Linked DNA regions of Gossypium hirsutum: region 2 is linked to region 1. A link is a contact called in public Hi-C data. All regions are on one chromosome and are shown on one strand. Each heading gives the region's core, a stretch centred on a gene start, on an enhancer-like site or on the middle of the called end of the contact. The rest is flanking DNA. Distances are from core to core; before and after follow the strand shown.

Region 1 (6,937 bases), core at 2,847-5,346:
TAGGAGTGCCTTTGGACCTTTCCATATAACTTCGTTGCAGCAAGTCTTGAATATATTTTCGTTGACTGAGAAAGATCCCTGAAGCTGTATGTGTGACTTCGATGCCCAAAAAGTAACTCAACTGTCCCAAATCTTTAAGAGAAAATCTCGAATCTAAGGACTCCACAAAGGTATCAATACTTGACTGATGATTGCCTGTGACTATAATGTCATCGACATAGACCAGAACATATAGAAGAATCTCACCAGACTGTTTAATAAACAAAGAGGCATCAGATTTTGATAACACAAAACCAAAGGCAACAAGATGATCTCTCAACATTTGAAACCAGGCCCGAGGTGCCTGTTTGAGGCCATACAATGCCTTCTTAAGCTTACACACCAATGGTTGACCTCCATTATGACATTCAAAACCTGAGGGCTAAAGCACGTATATTTCTTCATTAAGATCCCCATTAATAAATGCATTATTTATATATAGTTGCCTCAAAGCCTAGCCAAACGTAACCGCAAGAGAAAGAACCACTCAGATTGTTGTAGGCTTAACAACCGGACTAAAGGTTTCATGGAAATCAATACCTGCTTCCTAAAGATACCCTTTAGCAACAAGCTTGCCTTTATACTGAGCCATAGGGCCATCTGCATGCCTCTTGATTTTGAAAACCCATTTACAACCTACTTGTAACACCCTTAACCCTAATTTATCGCCAAAATAGGGTTACGAGTATTACCAAACTTTTTAGATCAAATACGAATATTTCATATCTTTTAACATACATAGTAGAAACTAATCATAATCACTAATATTGTCCCTTATATGAGCCCTTAGGGCCCAAAATACACGTTAGAAATGAATTGGGACTAAATCGAAAACTCAAAAATTTTTTCATAAAATTTCAAAAAAAATTTTAAGTGCAGGGAACACATGCCGTGTGGCCAAGCCGTGTGGCTCACACGGCCAAGAGACATACCCGTGTCTTAGGCCGTGTGGGCATTCGAAGTGGGGCACACAGTCGTGTCCATGCCTGTGTAACTCTTTGACTTGGGTCACACAGCCAAGCCACACGCCCGTGTACTAGGCCGTGTGAGCATACTAACTTGTGAAATTAAAGTGCAAGGGTCACACGGCCAAACCACACCCCTGTGTGCTAGGCCGTGTTAAAATACTTGGGCATTTTGTTTATCAATTTTAAAGATGCAGGGGACGCACGACCAGACCACACACCCATGTGTTAGGTCGTGTGTTACACACAACTAAGACACACGCCCGTGTCTATACTCATGTGGATGAAAATAGGTCATTTCAATGCCACTTTTCTCACCCAATTTTGATTTCAAGTTAAACACTTCAAATTGCACTCTCATAGGCTATAACAAAGCCTCCAATACAATTAACCCTAGCTTTAAACATGTCATATTGTCTCATATATCATAGCATTTAAAATTTACCATATTGATCAAAACACATATGCACATATTTATGCTAATTATTCTATACTATTTCAATCACCAACATACCTATAAACTATCCTTCATTTAACTATACCAAACTCATATCAAGCATGATAAACTACCTTAACGTGTATATAAGTTGATTGTAAGAAAATAAACAAAATGTAATTCATATTATATACACAACCAACTTTGATCAAACCATTCCAACCTTATACATGCCATATAAACCATAATGTACGTTGCAAAAACTACCGAAACAAGTTGGATAGTGTGGCTTGACTTTACGATAATTTACAAGGACATTGAACAACACAAGTAAGCTTAATGAAGCTTAGTAAATTCGTTAAGTTAAAAATAAATCTTACCGAACCTAATATAACAAATCAATAAACAAAATTGTTCATGCAATGTCCTTGTCAATCACAACTTTAATCGATGAACACACTTATTTTAAATCAACACCAATAATAACAATAAGTCTTTGAATTTCAATTACATAAATCACTTACGTAATCTTACTAAATCGGAGAACGACTTACGGATAAGAGTACATTGTTATCAGAAACCCAAATGAGAGCTAAGCAGAAACCTATAAGGGTTGAACGGAAGCTCGTGAGAGCTGAATGGAAACCCATAAAGGTTAAACAGAAGCTCGTGAGAGCGAAACAGAAAGTAAAGACGAAAGTTTGCAACAAGTATTGAACTTTGGTTACTTGGGCAATTTTGTTGTCACTTTCCTCCAATGTTGTCAATTCATTGATTGCTGAATGTACTTATATCCAGCGTTCCATTTAAATCTGAACATTCTATTCAATTTTGTAACTTTAACAATATTTCATTTTCAGAAGTAGAATAAATACATAATACTATTTATCAAATCAACATCAATCTAAATATTTAAGTTTAACCATACGAACTTACCTGGGTTAAATTGTAATATTTGCAGGAGTTCAGGGACTATTCTACTAATTTTCTTTTTTCACGAGTATATACAGGCTCTTAATCTAAAATATAAAATTACTCACTCATTAGCATATATTTCAGTCCCAGTTCACTTCACAATTAACACCCTTCAATTTTTTTAATTTACACAATTACCCTAACTTTTGCAACTTTTTCAATTTAGTCCCTTAACTAATTAGTCTATCAAATGAACTAAATTTTCTCAATTTATAATTGATTTAAATATTCTAGGCTATCATACGACCCTTGATAAACATAAATTTAATACCAAACCGTAATATTTAACCTTTTCAGAATTTGGCCCTAAAATCAATATCTATCAACATTACTATGTAAAATCATCATATAACAAAATTAAAGCTCTAAATCAATGTTATTTCATCAAAAATATCTAGTATTCATCAATGGAAACTTTCAAAATTTCCAATAAAATCAAAAACTAATGAAATAGTTAGTTGGACCTAATTGTAAAAGTCTCAAAAACATAAAAATTTCAAGAAAAAGGTAAGAATTAAATACACATGTAGAAAAATAGAAGACCAGCTTCTTAAGAGATCTTCAATGGTGTTTTTAGGCTGAAAGTTAGAGATGAAATGTCTAGAAATCATTTTAGCCATTTGTTTTATTTTTTTCTTAATTTCACCACATTATCAGTTTGCCCCTAATTCACTTTATTTTGTTTTCTTTTCTCTGCTTATGCTGCCTCAGCCATCTCCTTTTGGCTCATTTACTCTTTAAGTCCTCCCTTATTTACCATTTAAGCTATTTAATCAATATTCTCTTAATTAGCAAGTTTTGCACCTTTTCCAATTTAGTTCTTTTTAATTAATTAACTATCAAAATGTTAAAATTTTCTAGCGAAACTTTAATACTACCTTAATGACACTCCGTAAATATTTATAAAAATGTTTACGGCTCGGTTTATAGAAACGAGGTATTGATACCTCATTTTCGAAACCACTTGATCTAATAAATCCTTATAAAACACAAATTACTAATACAAAAATCTTTCTAAATCACATTTGACTCGTAAATACTAAATAATAAAATTTATGAGCTTACTCATCGGATTTGGTGGTCTTGAACGTAACATACCACTATTATCAATTGTATACTCTAAACTCAGATTATCCTGAACCATTTGTCGTTTCAACACCAATTTCAGATCATCATCTTGTAATTTCCCAAATTCGTTGAAGAAACAGATATTTCGTTCTCAACTCTGCTAATATAAGTATAGTACTTAATTATATTAATTTGGTCTCAATATCAATTTAATTCACAAACATTGAGACCGGACACAAGTTTAGATCGCAAGATATCGTGCTACCACTTCCATTCATATTGGTGACGTACCCTTTGAAAATTGTATTAATTGGAGCGACTGCCATCTATCATCATTTTGGTTTAACCTTAAATTTGTGGGTGGTTAATTGCTTCATAGTGGATAAAGAAAATAACTGAATAAAGTTGGTTTGTGTTTCCGTAACACCAAACATGTTTGGAATTATGAATGTATGTACGTGGGTCATGGCTGTTAACTAGGTTTTTTAATCAATTTGTTAAGTGACAAAAAAGCCACTTTATCGAATTTTATGAGAGGATCAGCAAAGGGGCATAAGGGAAAATGTCAGCATGATGATAGCTGTCTCACGTAATAGGTTTTGTCGTGACCCAATGATTGGCTGACTTTATGTAAGACACTTGAAAAGTGCTTTTGCGGCTATGCATGTGAAATTAATATTATAAAAGGATGAATTTCAAAGTTATCTATTAATTTAATTTGATTTATAAATCACTTATTTGTGTATGCATTACATAAATATAAAATGATCTTATATCAATAATTTGTAAAAATTGTATAGAATCAAAATTTTAGATATAAAATTATACAAAATAAATTTATGTCTAAAATTACAAATTAGACTAAAATTATACATAATTATTTATGTTCACTTAGGATAAGTTTTTGAACTAATTATTTATGGCCACGTATAAAGATTCTTGGACGAAAGTCGAGCGATCCGTTCTTTTAGTGCGAACAATATTATTATTCTTTAACTATATACATTATTGAAAAGATAAACAAAAATGCGAAGTTTGCAAGATTTGTATGATTCAAAAAAATGAAATAAAACATTGTGGCAATATTAAACATTGATTATTACTTGTTATTTCTTTAAAACAAATGAAATAAAATCCAGATGGTAAGACTAAGGAATTATGTGGCGAGGGGAAATATCTCGGGATTTCCTTGCGATAAGGATACCGTGATGTTACTCGTTCGCACTCTCACCTTCTACCTTTTTACATGCAAACGGATTCATTTGGCAGCCGACACCAACCCCAACATCTCCTTCGATCCTTTGACTTTTTGAACTAATTATATTATATTATGAATAGCGTGCATCTATGTATTGTTTATTTTGTGTTTTATATAGACACTAATAAACCATCATATGTTTATTATTCTAAAATATATATTTGTACATTTAATTTCTACGTATGATTTATTGAGTAATAGAAAAGGATACACTTTTTTGAATTCTATTACCAGAAGAATTGAGTGCGCGAGGGAAAAAAAGTTGTAACATAATGTTTTGAGTGTGGTGTGATAGATTCTGTCGTAACCCAAATCACATTTATTTGTAATTCCATAAATTTTATTGATTTGAAAACGAAAAACCATGAATAGGGATATAAAAAAGATTACCAATATATAAAGAAGTAACCTCAAAAATCAGAATTTTATTTTAATATTTTAGAAAAAAAAAATGAGAAATTAATTCAGATAGTAAATATGTTAATTTAAATATTTACTTTCGAGTTTAACATGAAATTTTAACAATACAATTTGATTGGAGCGAAATTCTTAATATTTAGAAAATATAAATATTAAATTTTGATAAATTAAAGTAAAATAATTAAATAAAGTCATAAAGGTTATAATTTTAGAACCCTTAAATTCAACATTTCTATTTTTATATAAACTTCAAACTTGTCATTATTAAAATGACTTACAAGACAGATTACAACATAATTTTTTTTATAAAACATAATCTATTCACCCCTGAACAAAGTACAAATTTCAAACATAAAACTAAAATATGACATATAAAAACCACGTAATAACTTACCACACATAGCCTGACATAATATGCGTGCATTAGATGTAGATATCTTGCAATTCATCTATCATCCTCTGATCACTTCAAATTTCTCGCACTGATTGTTAGAGATGCCCTCAACGGAGATCCTTTCACCTCTGCTAATGCTATATCTTTGTTGGTATTTCAACCAATCTGCACCTGAGAAGGTCATTCTGTTTCCACTCTGGGTACACCTGAAAGTCAATGGCCCAAGACCGGTATCATTGAACATCAGCTCTTGGCCACGAAAGAATGGTTCTGTGAATGTAACTTTGAGTTGCCTTCTATCTGCTTCAACAACTGACAAAAGAACCATTGTTGTTGCTTTGATTTGGATACTAAGTTAAGGTTGTAGCTTGAGAGAGAATTTGAATTTGGTTGGACTTTATCAAGCTCTCTGTTTGTGAAGTTAGTCCCTCCAGGCTTGAGTTTATATAGAGTTAAGAAATCAGGTTTTCTTGCTCGATCAAACAAAGAAAAAAAAACAAATAAATATGATATGTGGAGAGAAAAGGATTAAGTTATTGGAAGAGTCGAATGTTCTTACATAATCTATCACTCCTATATGTTTCCTTAAATCGTCTATCTTAGCTATCGCAAGATAACTTGAAGTGAAACCTCAAAGACTTCACGTCATGCGTGCATGCATGATAAAATATGGTAGCAGATTGCGCTACTACTGCTTCTATTTTGTAGCTAAAAATACATGGGATTTTTGAAACTTGTTCCAGAAGAATGATTATAAATTTATAATATTTGCTCTGTCATACTATATAATATAAGAGCAACATGTCGTTTTCTTCCCAAAAAGAGCAATTAATTGTTTAGGGATCATTATCTTCATGTTTGTACGCGAGAGATACAACAAAATTTACCAATATTTTGTGCTTAAGCCTTGCTTCTACCTATATTCAGAGATTGTACGTTGTAGAACTAAGACCACGGGTTAGAACAAAATTAAAGGATTGTCGCTCTATCGAAAAAGATTAATTTATTAAGGGTGAGTGTGGATGGGCGTGCATTTCCCTGCGGTTAGTGTAAAAATAGCAGTAGCAGTAAGATTAGATACTGTAGCGATACTGTAGCGTGAAAGAAAAAGTAAGCTAGACGCACCGCACCGCACTGCACCCAATCGCCCATCCAAACGCACTCTAAATTAACTTAATGAACCAAAACATTTTTATATGTCTTAAATAAAGAAGATTAATGTACCATTTACATATATTAGCTTAAAGATTAAGATTTTAAAAATGATTGTATATAAAGTTAAAATTTCTTGACATGCCTGCCTCTATTCCATCCATTCTTTTTATGATTAGTGATTGCAAACTGGATTTCAGTAATATGTCTACATCCATCTTCAATTTCCG
Region 2 (6,937 bases), core at 1,425-3,924, 36 kb before region 1:
CGCGCGCCCCAGACCGATCATCTTGCGTGGAAAATACAGTGTCGCCAAAACTAAGAGGAATCATAGAAGAAAAACCCAAAACTTCCATCAGAGCGCACGCCTTAGGACGTCGTCGCACTATCCATTAAGTGTCAAGCATACTTTTACTATCCATATCGCGAGTCTCCTTACTACTTATCAAATCGCTGTATAATCAAAATACTATTCCCCTCTATATATACCACCATCATTTGGCGTCACTCTACGTGATTGAATTGCAGTAGCAAAGACAAAACAAAAAAAGAAACAGCAATGACAAAGGCAATAGTGTCGAAACAACTGAAGACGACAGATATCGAGAAACGATTGACGATCCCAAGTAAGTCCCTCAAATATTTCCCTCCCTTAGATGGGAATCATGTGGTGCAGTTCAAAGCTAGAGACGAGAGTGGGCATCACTGGAAGTTCCAAATTTACACTCGTAAAGGAAAGAGGTACCTGAAACCAGTCCTTACCAAAGGATGGCGCGAGTTCGTTTGCACCAAAGAGCTTACTATTGGCGATAAAGTTGAGTTCTATATGGAAGAAAAAGAACAAGGTGAAGCTATGTATAGTGTCCGAGTATTTAGGGCAGTTAGAATATTTGGTAGAATAGTTGCTTATGTTCTAGATCATAAAAGCAGTTAGCTATTAGCTTTTGTATTATTTACAGTCTCGATTCCCAGGACCCTTGTTCATGGTCATGGATGTCCCTGTTTTTCTTTGGGTAACAAAACTAAGAAGAAGCTTTGTAATGAGTATGGTTTCCAGTGTTGTAGGATCTCTAGTAATTTTGGTTAAGAAAATGCTTTGTACATCCACTAAATTAGTAAATATTAATGGATAGCAGACTTGTTACTCTGTTTTGGATATTCATAATTGCAAAAGAGTCTGTGATGCTTTAGAATTGGAATTTGCGGATAGCGATAAAATTATGAAAACTATGGTTTACTCAAACATATAATGCATTTAATGGGTCGGAATATCTTAAAATTCATCATGCTAAGAACATTTTTTTTCTTGTAATCTCTCTGACTTGGTATTCAGGGGCCAATAAAACAGAAGCTATGAAATAGATTAGTGTAAGATTTTGTGGCATGAAATGGAAGAAACAAATTATTTCTTTATTTTGCTGATGTGAAAATGACAAACGTTGTACTATTTTCGTATTCAGGGGCCAACAAATACAGAGTGAGTTTTTTAAGTTGCTAATTAGAATGGATAAACTAATAGTTTATGTTGAATTCATTAAGTATTATTTCAAAGCTTAATATTTCTCCAAGGACCAAGAAGTTCATTGCTGTAAAAGGGCTGAAAGTATTGGTTCTTTTATGGTATCCAAAATTTGCAATCTGAGTATATGACGCAAATTCTTTTATTAAACATATACATATTTATATTATTGCTTTATTTTGTGAATGTGGAAATGATCGAATGTCAATTGACAAGTACTACCACTTTATAGCTTCGACTGAGAAAACGCACGTATGAAGTGATGGTCGAGCAGCGTCACTGCATTGATCGAGACTCGTATTAATTATTTATACCTTAAACGGCGTGGAAATTTGGTAGAAGATGGAAATAGAAACCATTCGACTCGAGAAGCAAATCGAGCGACAGGCCAACATCATAGTCTATATCGCTATCACTACACCGGCATTGGTACTTTCAACTTTAAAAATTGATGAAAGACATTAGCCGATAAGGCAAGGCGTCGCGCCATTCAATCGACTAATATTAATTTATTTTGAATGCGGGAGAATAGATAGAGCAATACGTGGCTAGTGAGGCAAATCCTAAAAAATCTTACAAGTAGAAATTAAATTATAATTTTATAATTGTAAAAATATAATTTATTATTTTAATAATTATATTTTATAATTTTAAAGATTAAATTAAATTTTTATTATTTTTAAGAGGTTAAAATGTAATTTTATTTTTACTAATTTAAAATTTTAAAAAATTTAAAGAGTTTAAATGAAAATATTTCATTTTAGGGGAGAATGAGACCCCCTAACTACGTCACTATTTCACAATTGGCATGCATGAAATACGACGAGATCACCTCAAGAAATTTATCATCATTTCGATTTTGAATCTTGATGTGCTGCAATGGGAGAGATTTTGAATTTTGATGTGATGCAATGGGAGAGAGTGATTCATCTTCGAGTTTTTATTTCTTAAAATCAATAAAAGTATCATAAAAGCTATTGTATTTAGAGTCGAATTGCATTGTCTATTTTACTTTAAAAATAGTAAATTAATCTTTATAAGTTAAATTAAAGAATAAACTGATATTTCTGTTAAAAATTCATCCATTTCTATTGTTAAAAATTAGTCATTATATATTAGTATAAGGTACACATGATAAATCATGTGTCATTGTTTGGTTATTCCGTCAATCACTTCAATTTTTAATAATACAAATAGATGAAATATTTAATAAAAAATTAATTTACTCTTTAATTTAATATATAAAAATTAATTTACTCGTTTTTACGTAAAGAGAGCAAAATACATCCCGCCCCTAGCATACTGCCTCAATAATACTTTTAGCTTAGAAAAATATTTTAGAAAAATATTAATTGATAAAATAGTAATGATTAGAGATAGGTAGAAAACATATATATCTTATCTTAAAAAAAGGATGGGATCGGATATGCGCCAAATATTGCAAATAAAAAAGAACAATAGAAGGCTGTGATGCGATCCAAGAAGTTTTTGTCTCTCACAGTCACAGCCAAAACAGCTGTTTTTCATTACTAATTGCCTCACTACTCATCCCATCCAACTCAGCAATAACTCGTCTTATCTCACTCCTCCCCTTTCTCTCCTCCTCTATATTTTAAGCGCCGACAACCATTTCTTTCTTTCTTTCAGATTTTCTTCTTTCCTCAGCTCAGACTTGTCGTTCCTTTCCAAACTCACTCCGCGTCAACCGAGTCAAGATTCTTTTCCCAACTCACCATTGTAAATACTAATACGCTTCTTCCTCTATCTCTCTTTTTTTTCTCGACTGATATTCCACCTTCGCTCTCTTTTTTTGAGGGCCGAGATCTGATATTTAAAACTGCTCCAAGCTTATTTTTTTTGGTGAAATTGGGAATTTTTTCCAGATCCATGGACTCGTTTTTTTAGACTCAGTCCGAGTTCAGACCAAATCGGTGATCGTTGCCGAGTTTTGGTGACAGAGAATATAGTTATTAGGATTTTTCATTTAAGGTAGGGTTAAGAGTATGGCAGCTGTGCGAAGATGGAGCGAGGGAATGTCCTCAGATAATATTAAGGGTTTGGTTTTAGCCATTTCTTCCAGTTTATTTATTGGGGCAAGTTTCATTGTTAAGAAAAAAGGCTTGAAGAAAGCTGGTGCTTCTGGCGTCAGGGCAGGTACTGCAATTTATCAAAAGTTTACTTCTTTCTTGATGATTTGATTTGGGATTTTCTTTTTTCTTTAGTAGAAGATAGGAATTAGGCTTAAATAATTGTGGGATTCTGTGAATAATTCTTTAGTCAATTTAGAAAAAAAAGAAAGGAATTTTAGTGAACTGTAAATGATGGAAATTTATTTGCCCGCCCTGTGAATTCAATTCACCAATGTGGGAATTAAACTTGTATTTAGTAAGTTAGTTCTTCATAAAGTTAATCATTTTTATATGCATCATTTTGATCTTGGTTTTGCATGTCATGTTTGATTGTACTTCTCTTCTAACTTGTTGATTATAAATTGTTTACGAAATCCAGCAATCTGTCCAAGTTTCTTTATGCAGAAATTTTGCATAATGTGTGAAAGAAAGATACGATATGTCTGTATAGAATGCAGTTGGAGAAAATGATATGCATTGAATGTTTCAAATTTCTGATGATCTTTGGTTGGCTTGTATGTTTTGTTGCTATTGAACCAAGCTTTTTCTATTCATTGTATATCTGTGTTTATTGCACTAAGTTTTCTGTTGTATTGCAATTACACGATTTTGTGTTTATCTCAATTATCTGAAGAATGTTTGGATGCTTTTGCTATCATTTAGTGATTTTCACCTTTTCATTCTTTACAAGGAGGTTTCATTGTTCTTATGCCTTATCGATCCAAATGACATTGGTTTTTCTGGTTTTTACACAGGAGTTGGAGGGTATTCGTACTTGCTTGAGCCACTTTGGTGGTTTGGCATGATAACAAGTGAGTTTTATCCATTTCTCATTGATCATTAACACAATATCTTATGGATATTTCATTCCTGTTTGGAGCCTATATCATTTTTTCATTCTTTACTTCTTTTCCAAATATTGTCCCTAAAAGATGATATTATAAAAGCTACCTTACACCATTTAAAAATGGGATGACCTTAATAATGTATTGTGCTTCTATAGAATGCTGTTTTTGTTAGTTACATTCCATGTTACATCTTAATATTCAGGAAGTCATCTAGACAAAGAAGTACTTAATTCTAATTGTTAATTGTTACAACAGTGGTCGTGGGGGAAATTGCTAATTTTGCTGCTTATGCATTCGCACCAGCCATCCTGGTCACTCCTCTTGGTGCACTCAGCATCATTATCAGGCATGCAAATATCTCACTCAAATTTAGGTTTGGCATTTAAGCGTTCATCGTTAATCATCACTTCTCATGCAGTGCGGTACTTGCGCATATCATTTTGCGGGAAAAGTTACATACTTTTGGGATTCTTGGTTGTGCTTTGTGTGTTGTGGGCTCAACAACAATTGTGTTGCATGCTCCCCAAGAACGTCAGATTGAATCTGTAACAGAAGTTTGGGATCTTGCTACAGAGCCAGGTTGCATTTTCTTAATAATATTGTTCTTAGCTCATAACATTATTTTCTTTTCTAAATTGTTGAACTGCAAACCAGTAAAATGAATGTACCTTGATCTTCTTGCAGGATTTTTGTTTTACACAGCTCTGGTCTTAACAGCTGTCTTTACACTTATATTCCACTTTGTTCCACAATATGGACAGACACACATTATGGTTTACATTGGAGTTTGCTCTCTCGTGGGCTCCATTTCGGTATGCATCAGTACTAGTTTATTGCTTGCTTAATTCTGTGTGCGTTCAATGGTATTTCCCTTTTTCCCCTCCAATTCCTATTTCTAAGGATGTTCTTTGACAGGTCATGAGCGTTAAAGCACTTGGTATTGCCTTGAAGTTAACCTTTTCAGGAATGAATCAGCTTCTGTATCCGCAAACTTGGGCCTTTACTTTAGTTGTGGCTTCTTGTGTGATTACCCAAATGAATTATTTAAACAAGGTAATGGTTACACATTGCCTTTTCTTCTTTTGGTACCTTCTCTTTCTCTTTTGATGTCTACATTTTTGTCTTTATTTTGATTAATTTTCGTAAGGCCCTTCAAAGAAAAGGAGACGAAAGAAATGTTGCGAATAAGTGGTGAAAGATGCAAAGAGGAAAATTTCATTTTCACCTGAAATGTTGCTTTCTGATATTTTTGCTATGGTGTTCATAATCATTTATTTAAATTTTAATTCAGTTTAAATATATCTATTCATTAGTTTCTAATTCCGTGAAATAGTGTCCCTTTTACCTTTGTTTGTCTTGCCAATTTTTGCTAAATTAAGACTTCCGGTTCACTGTCTGATTCCTTTCTTATTATTATTTTGTCTTCATAATTGCAGGCGCTTGATACTTTCAACACAGCTGTTGTTTCTCCTATATACTATGTTATGTTTACATCACTGACCATTTTGGCTAGTGTCATCATGTTTAAGGTAATTTCCAGTCATTGATGGTATCAGAATGGCACTAATTATAATGTTTAAAAGAGCTTAATTGATACTGTCAATTCCGAGTTGCAATTCCCTTGTTCGATATTATATAGTGGCCCTGTTTGTGACTGTTATTATATTAAATCGAACTTCTTTCTAGCTTTCTGGTGGTTGAGATTGCTGTTGATTCCTTTGAGCTGCTCCGCTATCTGTTTTTTCTGATATCAGGATTGGGATAGGCAGACTCCAACTCAGATTATAACAGAGATGTGTGGATTCATAACAATCCTTTCGGGAACTTTTCTTCTTCACAAAACCAAGGACATGGTCGATGGTATGATCTCATGAAACCTTAATATACTGTCAGTCATGCCTCTTTTGGCATATTAAACCTTTGATAGATTATGTTCAATCAGGTCCAAGTTTGACAACTTCTATATCAATGCGATCGTTAAAGCATGAAGAAGAGGATGGCTTTGATGAAGGTGTCCCTCTTAAACGGCAGGATACATCGAGAATACCTTAATCGAAGTTATAAGTCGTCATTGCTATTCCTGCAAAGCTGAAATAGCTCTTGGGGAGAAAACCCTCGATACCTCAATGATATTGTAATTTTTTATCACCCAACTTATACCATCCTAATTCATTTTTTTGGAGGTACACAAGAGGAGGTGAGATTTTCATTGGCCTTTTTCCATTTTATTATAGTCCCTTTGGCTTCGAGATGCTAGACTATATAGATTTCAGCTTCTGCCTTGCGTACACTATCACTCTATCCCCAGTTGGTTGATACAGAAGATATGGCCAAATGTAAAATCTTGAGCACAGTGGTTAATACTTATTGTTATCCTTTTGCTTTATTATATCAACAATTGGATGGAATTTGAATGCTGATATATCTTATAGCCATTTGTTTGAAATGGCATTTGAATGCTGATGCAGCTTTTATCATGCATGCATGGTCAATCCAATATCCCAAGAGAAGGGAAAGTTGGATAGGATATTACCTCTCACCAATAAAAACCAAAGGTAATATAATATGGATTTAATCAAACCCAAGAGAAGCGAGTCTTAATATCGTGAATTTTGTTAAGATGATTAAAATTAAATCGTGGCTATATTTATGCAAGTAAATAAAATATTGGTTAAAATAGTAAACTTGAACATTGTTTCAATTTGAATA

Evidence for each region. A called contact is a pair of places that touch in the nucleus more often than the background predicts.
Region 2: a contact with region 1 is called in a Hi-C map of leaf, with 2.3 times the contacts expected there. The contact joins the promoter of LOC107908566 here to the enhancer-like site in region 1. A contact is called at or near these places in 12 of 34 Hi-C or Micro-C datasets (anther, callus, leaf and 1 more).

The regions. Positions count from the first base shown.
Region 1 is chrD02:71,855,605-71,862,541 of Gossypium_hirsutum_v2.1, reverse strand. No RefSeq gene overlaps it. Among protein-coding and RNA genes, the nearest start is that of LOC107908570, 23 kb to the right of the region's middle. Within about 2 kb of position 4,096, at least 3 of the 9 cell types and tissues checked have an H3K27ac peak or open chromatin away from gene starts, as enhancers often do. A contact at or near this core is called in leaf, where this site is marked.
Region 2 is chrD02:71,889,725-71,896,661 of Gossypium_hirsutum_v2.1, reverse strand. It overlaps LOC107908566 (probable magnesium transporter NIPA3), which reads left to right and starts at 2,674. Exons shown (of 10, transcript XM_041089303.1): 1 at 2,674-2,988; 2 at 3,135-3,405; 3 at 4,136-4,192; 4 at 4,484-4,574; 5 at 4,647-4,807; 6 at 4,913-5,040; 7 at 5,144-5,281; 8 at 5,665-5,757; 9 at 5,983-6,088; 10 at 6,171-6,617. The coding sequence starts at 3,255. The coding sequence ends at 6,280.